Linked DNA regions of Gossypium hirsutum: region 1 is linked to region 2. A link is a contact called in public Hi-C data. All regions are on one chromosome and are shown on one strand. The core of a region is the stretch at or near the end of the contact, and the rest is flanking DNA. Distances in the headings are between cores, read along the strand shown.

What was found. A called contact is a pair of places that touch in the nucleus more often than the background predicts.
Region 1: a Hi-C map of seedling shows a contact between it and region 2, with 2.0 times the contacts expected there. The contact joins the promoter of LOC107947796 here to the promoter of LOC107933680 in region 2. A contact is called at or near these places in 7 of 34 Hi-C or Micro-C datasets (callus, leaf and seedling).

What each region holds. Positions count from the first base shown.
Region 1 is chrA04:69,054,203-69,057,086 of Gossypium_hirsutum_v2.1, forward strand. It overlaps LOC107947796 (protein IQ-DOMAIN 1), which reads left to right and starts at 1,400. Exons shown (of 5, transcript XM_016882318.2): 1 at 1,400-1,493; 2 at 1,544-1,830; 3 at 2,296-2,517; 4 at 2,835-2,884. The coding sequence starts at 1,400.
Region 2 is chrA04:68,846,603-68,849,665 of Gossypium_hirsutum_v2.1, forward strand. It overlaps LOC107933680 (elongation factor 1-alpha-like), which reads left to right and starts at 1,408. Exons shown (of 2, transcript NM_001327370.1): 1 at 1,408-1,869; 2 at 1,959-3,035. The coding sequence starts at 1,408. The coding sequence ends at 2,840. LOC107948330 (lipid phosphate phosphatase gamma) reads right to left here and starts at 218. Exons shown (of 2, transcript XM_041111091.1): 1 at 1-218. The coding sequence starts at 218.

The sequences.
Region 1 (2,884 bases), core at 150-2,649, 210 kb after region 2:
TGGAATCTAACTCTTAATTAAAAAATACATCTAACTGAACAAGTTTTCCAATTTTATATCCCAAATTAATTTTAAAACCGACCTAGAACCCTAATTAAAAATAAAAATCTGCCTATAAAACTTATTTTACCAATAAATAACTACTATTTTCAAATACAAAAATTTAACAATCAATCAATTGGTGCTTTTGTTTTTTATTTGGGAAGTAATAAAAAATATATTTGCTAAGTTTCACTGTCAGACATGTTGGGAATTTTACAGTTAAAAAGTTTCAGTTTTCGCAGATCTACTGAACTGAAGTGACATTAAAATTTGGAAACGACAAAAGATGAGAGTGCTTTGCATTGTTTTTAAGTGTTTTCGTTAATGTATATACATAGTTACCAAATTTTGGGAATTATTTTCAACCAATCAGAGAAAGAAGTAAAAAATAAAAAAGAAGAAGTTAACAGCTGTTTCTTCTTCATAATCTCTAAAAATTTTTTCTCAAGATAGGCATTAGGCCAGCAGTTAACAGAGCTGTGAACCCTTTCAATCTTTTTTATTGTTTTCTGAAAAGAAGGGAAAGAGACGTCTTCAAGTTCTTTGAGATCCGGGCATTGCATTCTCAGGTACTTTTTGCTTCATGGACCCCGATTTTAAAATATGCATTTTTAACTTCCTTTTGTTTGAATTTTTTGTTGCTTGGTGTCATTAATTGTGCCACCAAATCTGGGCTGTTCCTCAATTTGTTAAATACACTGGGACATATTGGAGTTTTGCCTCATTAGTTGAATTGAAGATAGATAAGTTAAAACTCTTTCAGATTCTGCTAATAGATAGATCATGGATCCTTTTTCTTTCTGAAGAAAACTTTTATTCCTTCCATAGAGGTTCTTCTTTGTTTAAAACTATTGGAAATTGGCCAACCATGCTGCTGTTACATTTTGTGGTTGAAGTGCATGCAGCTTGATGACATGCTGCAGCACATATGCTTGCTGTAACAGCAAGGTTTCTCTTTAGTTTCATTCTAATTAATCTAGTTTAAAATGGACAAGTTGATGACAACTTGATGCATTAGGTGTTGAATGACTAGTTTAGGTGGCTTGTTTATGTGTACAAGCAATGTTTTAATAGTCCCAATGCTGATTAGTGGGGTTAGTTGACTATTTGGTGATGTATTTGACTATAAATGTATGTTTTTTCTAGTTGAATGAATGAGCTGAATGAGCTATCAGCCTTTAGCTCCCTTGCTGCACATTTGTGAGCAAGTAAAAATGCTTCTTGCACCTTGCTTCATGTTCTGTGCTCTTGTTCTCTCTTTTGTTGCTGCCTCTTGCACCAACAAAAACTCAATTTTTATTCCTAATATCTACTGTTGCCCCATTATTTTGCCTCCTAAGATGGGAAAGAAAGGGAAATGGTTGTCCTCTCTAAAGAAAGCCTTCTTCTCAGAGTCCAAGGGAAAGAAAACCAGGTTAGGATAAGTCTCGTTCAGCTAAAAATCATCTGCAGTTTCATGGTTAGCTCAGTTTTTAGTATTCTTGATTACTATGTTTCTCAGAAATCAAAAGAACTTTTTTGGAGAAGAAGGTGCATCTGGATCCCACTGGTTCTGATGCAGCCAAGTTATCCCCACTTCCTCAGCCTGAAGAGGTGAAATTAATTGAACCTGAAGTTGAGCAAAGCAAGCAGACTTACCCTGTGGCAGTTGCCAATTCTGCTGCGGTTCAAGCTCTGGTTGCTCTGCAGGCCATTCGACATCAACTTAATACAGATGCTAGGTTTGCCGGAAAATCTAAGGAGGAAGTGGCGGCAATCAAAATTCAAGCAGCTTTCCGAGCTTACCTTGTATGTGCTGCAATTTTTTACTTTCTCCTCCTGAAGTTGTTTGCTTAATCATTTCATATCTGAAATGATTTTCAATCTAGTTCAGCCTATTTTTGTTTAATCTTATGCATCTTGCAGGGAACATTCTATAAATATCTTCATAAAACTGTTTCCTTTTTTTTTTAATGCAATAAAATGAACGTGTAAGTTTACTTATGATTTATAATCTAGAAGAAACTTTCCTGGATCAAAAGCTTGCAAATTATAGCTGTTAAGCATACTGTTTCTTTGTAAAAGTTTAGTAGAGAAGAAGAAAAGAAATAGTAATATCATGATATATAATTTGTTACATTATGATATCTGTTCCCAAGTCCTGGGTCAAATTAAATGATCTACTGTTTGAGGCATTGTCTCTAACATATCTATTTTGCAGCATGACTAAGATTTATGTAGAGGATTTGCTGATCATGATTTCTTTATTTTCAGGCAAAAAGGGCATTGCGTGCTTTAAGAGGACTGGCTAGGTTGAAATCACTGATGGAAGGGATTGCGGCCAGACGGCAAGCATCGGGTTCCCTTCGGTGCATGCAAACTCTTTCTCGTATGCAGTGTCAGATTCATGCTCGTAGAACCAGGATGATGGAAGAAAACCAGGCTCTTCAGAGACAACTCTTGCAGAAACTTGCAAAAGAGATTGTGAACTTGCAAGTAAATCCCCCTTTTTTTCATATATATATCAGCATGTTTTACTTGCTTGAATGTGATACGTGAGTGGACTGCTGCGAAGTGGGTTCGATTTTTTCCTCTACGCTCTAGTTTCTCAGACAATATCTTATAATTAAATTATCTTTGTATTACAAACAAATTAAGATGGTAGATTAAGCTATTATATATACCATACAGAGGATTCTTAAGTGACTTCCGTCACTGCAGTCAAGCTCAGAAATTACTGTGTATTGTATAGATTTTGTTGATCTATTAGTTGCATCTCTCTTTCTTAGCATGGATTTTGATGTTCTAAACAGATGGGTGAAGATTGGGATGACAGTGTGCGGTCAAAGGAACAAATTGAGGC
Region 2 (3,063 bases), core at 158-2,657:
TTCTTGATCAGTTCATTAATGAAGTGAGATATTAAAAGCCCTAATCCAAAGAACATTCCTTGAAGCTCTCTACGGAAGTAGAAATGAGAAACAAAGCCACCAAGGGAAATGAAAACAGGGACTAACGAAACCCAGGCTAAGAAATGGCCGAGTTGATCACGTCTTTGATACCTGACATGGGTTAAAGTCACGGCTTTTAATGGATGATCAGCTCTCATGGTGAAAATTCAAGTCAATCGGAGAAACTAAAAATAAGGTCAGTTTCAGGTGGGATGTAGTTTGGGAGGATTGGGTTTTAACTGTTGTTTCAGTTCAGTGTTTGTTCCTCGAGAAACTGCCGGTAATGAAAAAGGTGTGAGTGAGCCGTTGATAGACGCATACACCGACGAAGAAACAATACACGTGGGAATAAAGGAACACACACGTTGAAAGATCCCATCTTGTTTTTTTCTCAAAAGGTTAGGGGTATTATTGGTTTTCCAACATGAAGAGAACGTCAAATTAACGTCTAGTCTGAGATGTCTGTCGTGAGCCGTTGGATTAACTGCAATCCGACGGATGAGAAAGAAACCCTAGTTGAGCCAAAGCTGAGAGTGTCGCTGGCTACTTAAGTTAAAGCAGCCTGTTGCTCTCGCCTTCTCTTGCTCTCACTCAACGCTCTCTCATCCTGCTTCTGGTCAAGCCAATCTCAAAAGACTCCCCTTTTAGCTCACAGGTAGTAACCCATTTACAACTTATAATTATCTCTCAAATGTTATTGCTTTGATTCGAAGAAAAACGTGGTCTGATTTGTTGGTAGCTGAAATATTATATCTGATTTGCTGAAATAGTTCTCATACGATTAATTTTTTTGCGTGTAGTTTCGGATCTGATTCTTTGTTTTTTTGGTTGTGTTTTTAGATTTCATTCATGCATGTACGTTTTGAACTCTGAAATTTATTTTTCTGAGCAAATAATTCCTGTGATAACTGGTTTATTGAAGCAAATGCTGCCTAAGGGAAATTTTTTAACGAAAATATTTAAAATTGTCGGGGATTATTTTCTTAGGCTCGTTTGTCTTCGATGGCCATGTTTGACTGGCTTCATGGGAACTTCATGGGAAAGGATAAGTTAAGATCTAGTGGCTGTAGTTCATTGGAATGAACTCCATATCTATGGAGGAACTGGGCTCGAATCCCAGCGGCCACGTTTTGTCAATGTTGGATCTGTTGAATTTAAATGTGGCTTGATTTTCTTTTTCGAAATTGACTTGAACTATTCTTCATAAACAATAAAAGTGGGTCTCGGATTCATTGTTTATTGTTCACAAGATGTTGGTCTTCTTGTGTGATTTTGACTTGGAATTATGTATTGAGCTTATTTTATGAATATGTTTCTTCTTGATTTTTAGCTCTCTCGAGTTCTGTAATGGGTAAGGAGAAGGTTCACATCAACATTGTGGTCATCGGCCATGTCGACTCTGGGAAGTCTACAACCACTGGTCATTTGATCTACAAGCTTGGTGGTATTGACAAGCGTGTGATTGAGAGGTTTGAGAAGGAGGCTGCTGAGATGAACAAAAGGTCATTTAAGTATGCATGGGTGCTTGACAAGCTTAAGGCCGAACGTGAACGTGGTATTACCATCGATATTGCCCTCTGGAAGTTTGAAACTACCAAATACTACTGCACTGTCATTGATGCCCCTGGACACCGTGACTTCATCAAGAACATGATTACTGGTACCTCACAGGCTGACTGTGCTGTTCTCATTATCGACTCGACCACTGGTGGTTTCGAAGCTGGTATCTCAAAGGATGGTCAGACACGTGAGCATGCTTTGCTTGCGTTTACCCTTGGTGTCAAGCAGATGATTTGCTGCTGCAACAAGGTAAGGTTTAGAACGTGTTGGAGTTTATTGTTAGATTGTATTGATGTTCTTTTTATTAATAATTGAATTTCAATTATCATCTTGTACAGATGGATGCAACAACTCCAAAATACTCCAAGGCAAGGTATGATGAAATTGTGAAGGAAGTCTCCTCATATCTTAAGAAAGTTGGTTACAACCCTGACAAGATCCCATTTGTCCCAATCTCTGGATTTGAGGGTGATAACATGATTGAGAGGTCTACCAACCTTGACTGGTACAAGGGTCCCACTCTCCTTGAGGCTCTTGACCAGATCAATGAGCCCAAGAGGCCTTCAGACAAGCCACTTCGGCTCCCACTTCAGGATGTCTACAAGATTGGTGGCATTGGAACTGTCCCTGTTGGTCGTGTTGAGACTGGTGTCCTTAAGCCTGGAATGGTTGTGACCTTTGGCCCCTCTGGTCTGACCACTGAAGTTAAGTCTGTTGAGATGCACCATGAAGCCCTCTCTGAGGCTCTCCCCGGTGACAATGTTGGATTCAACGTCAAGAACGTTGCTGTTAAGGATCTCAAGCGTGGTTTCGTTGCTTCAAACTCTAAGGATGATCCTGCAAAGGAGGCTGCCAGCTTCACCTCTCAGGTCATCATCATGAACCACCCTGGGCAGATTGGAAACGGATATGCCCCAGTCCTTGACTGCCATACCTCCCACATTGCTGTGAAGTTTTCTGAATTGCTGACCAAGATCGACAGGCGATCTGGAAAGGAGCTTGAGAAGGAGCCCAAGTTCTTGAAGAATGGTGATGCAGGGATGATAAAGATGGTTCCCACCAAGCCTATGGTTGTGGAGACTTTCTCTGAGTACCCACCCCTTGGACGGTTTGCTGTCAGGGACATGCGTCAGACTGTGGCTGTTGGTGTCATCAAGAGCGTTGAGAAGAAGGATCCAACCGGTGCTAAGGTCACCAAATCTGCTGCCAAGAAGAAATGAGATTGCATTTGATAGTATCAAAGCCTTTTGATTTTGGTTTTCTATGTAGTCTGGTACTTAACAGTTTTTTAGACCAATTTTGATATGTGTTCATTTGGTTGAGACTGGCATCTGCCCACGGATTGTGTGTTTGCTTTTTCCGTGTCAATTGTAGTTGAATTCCTTCAAAGAATGCTAGTTTGATATTTCCTTGTTTTCTTAATGTTATGATGGTCCTAAGCCT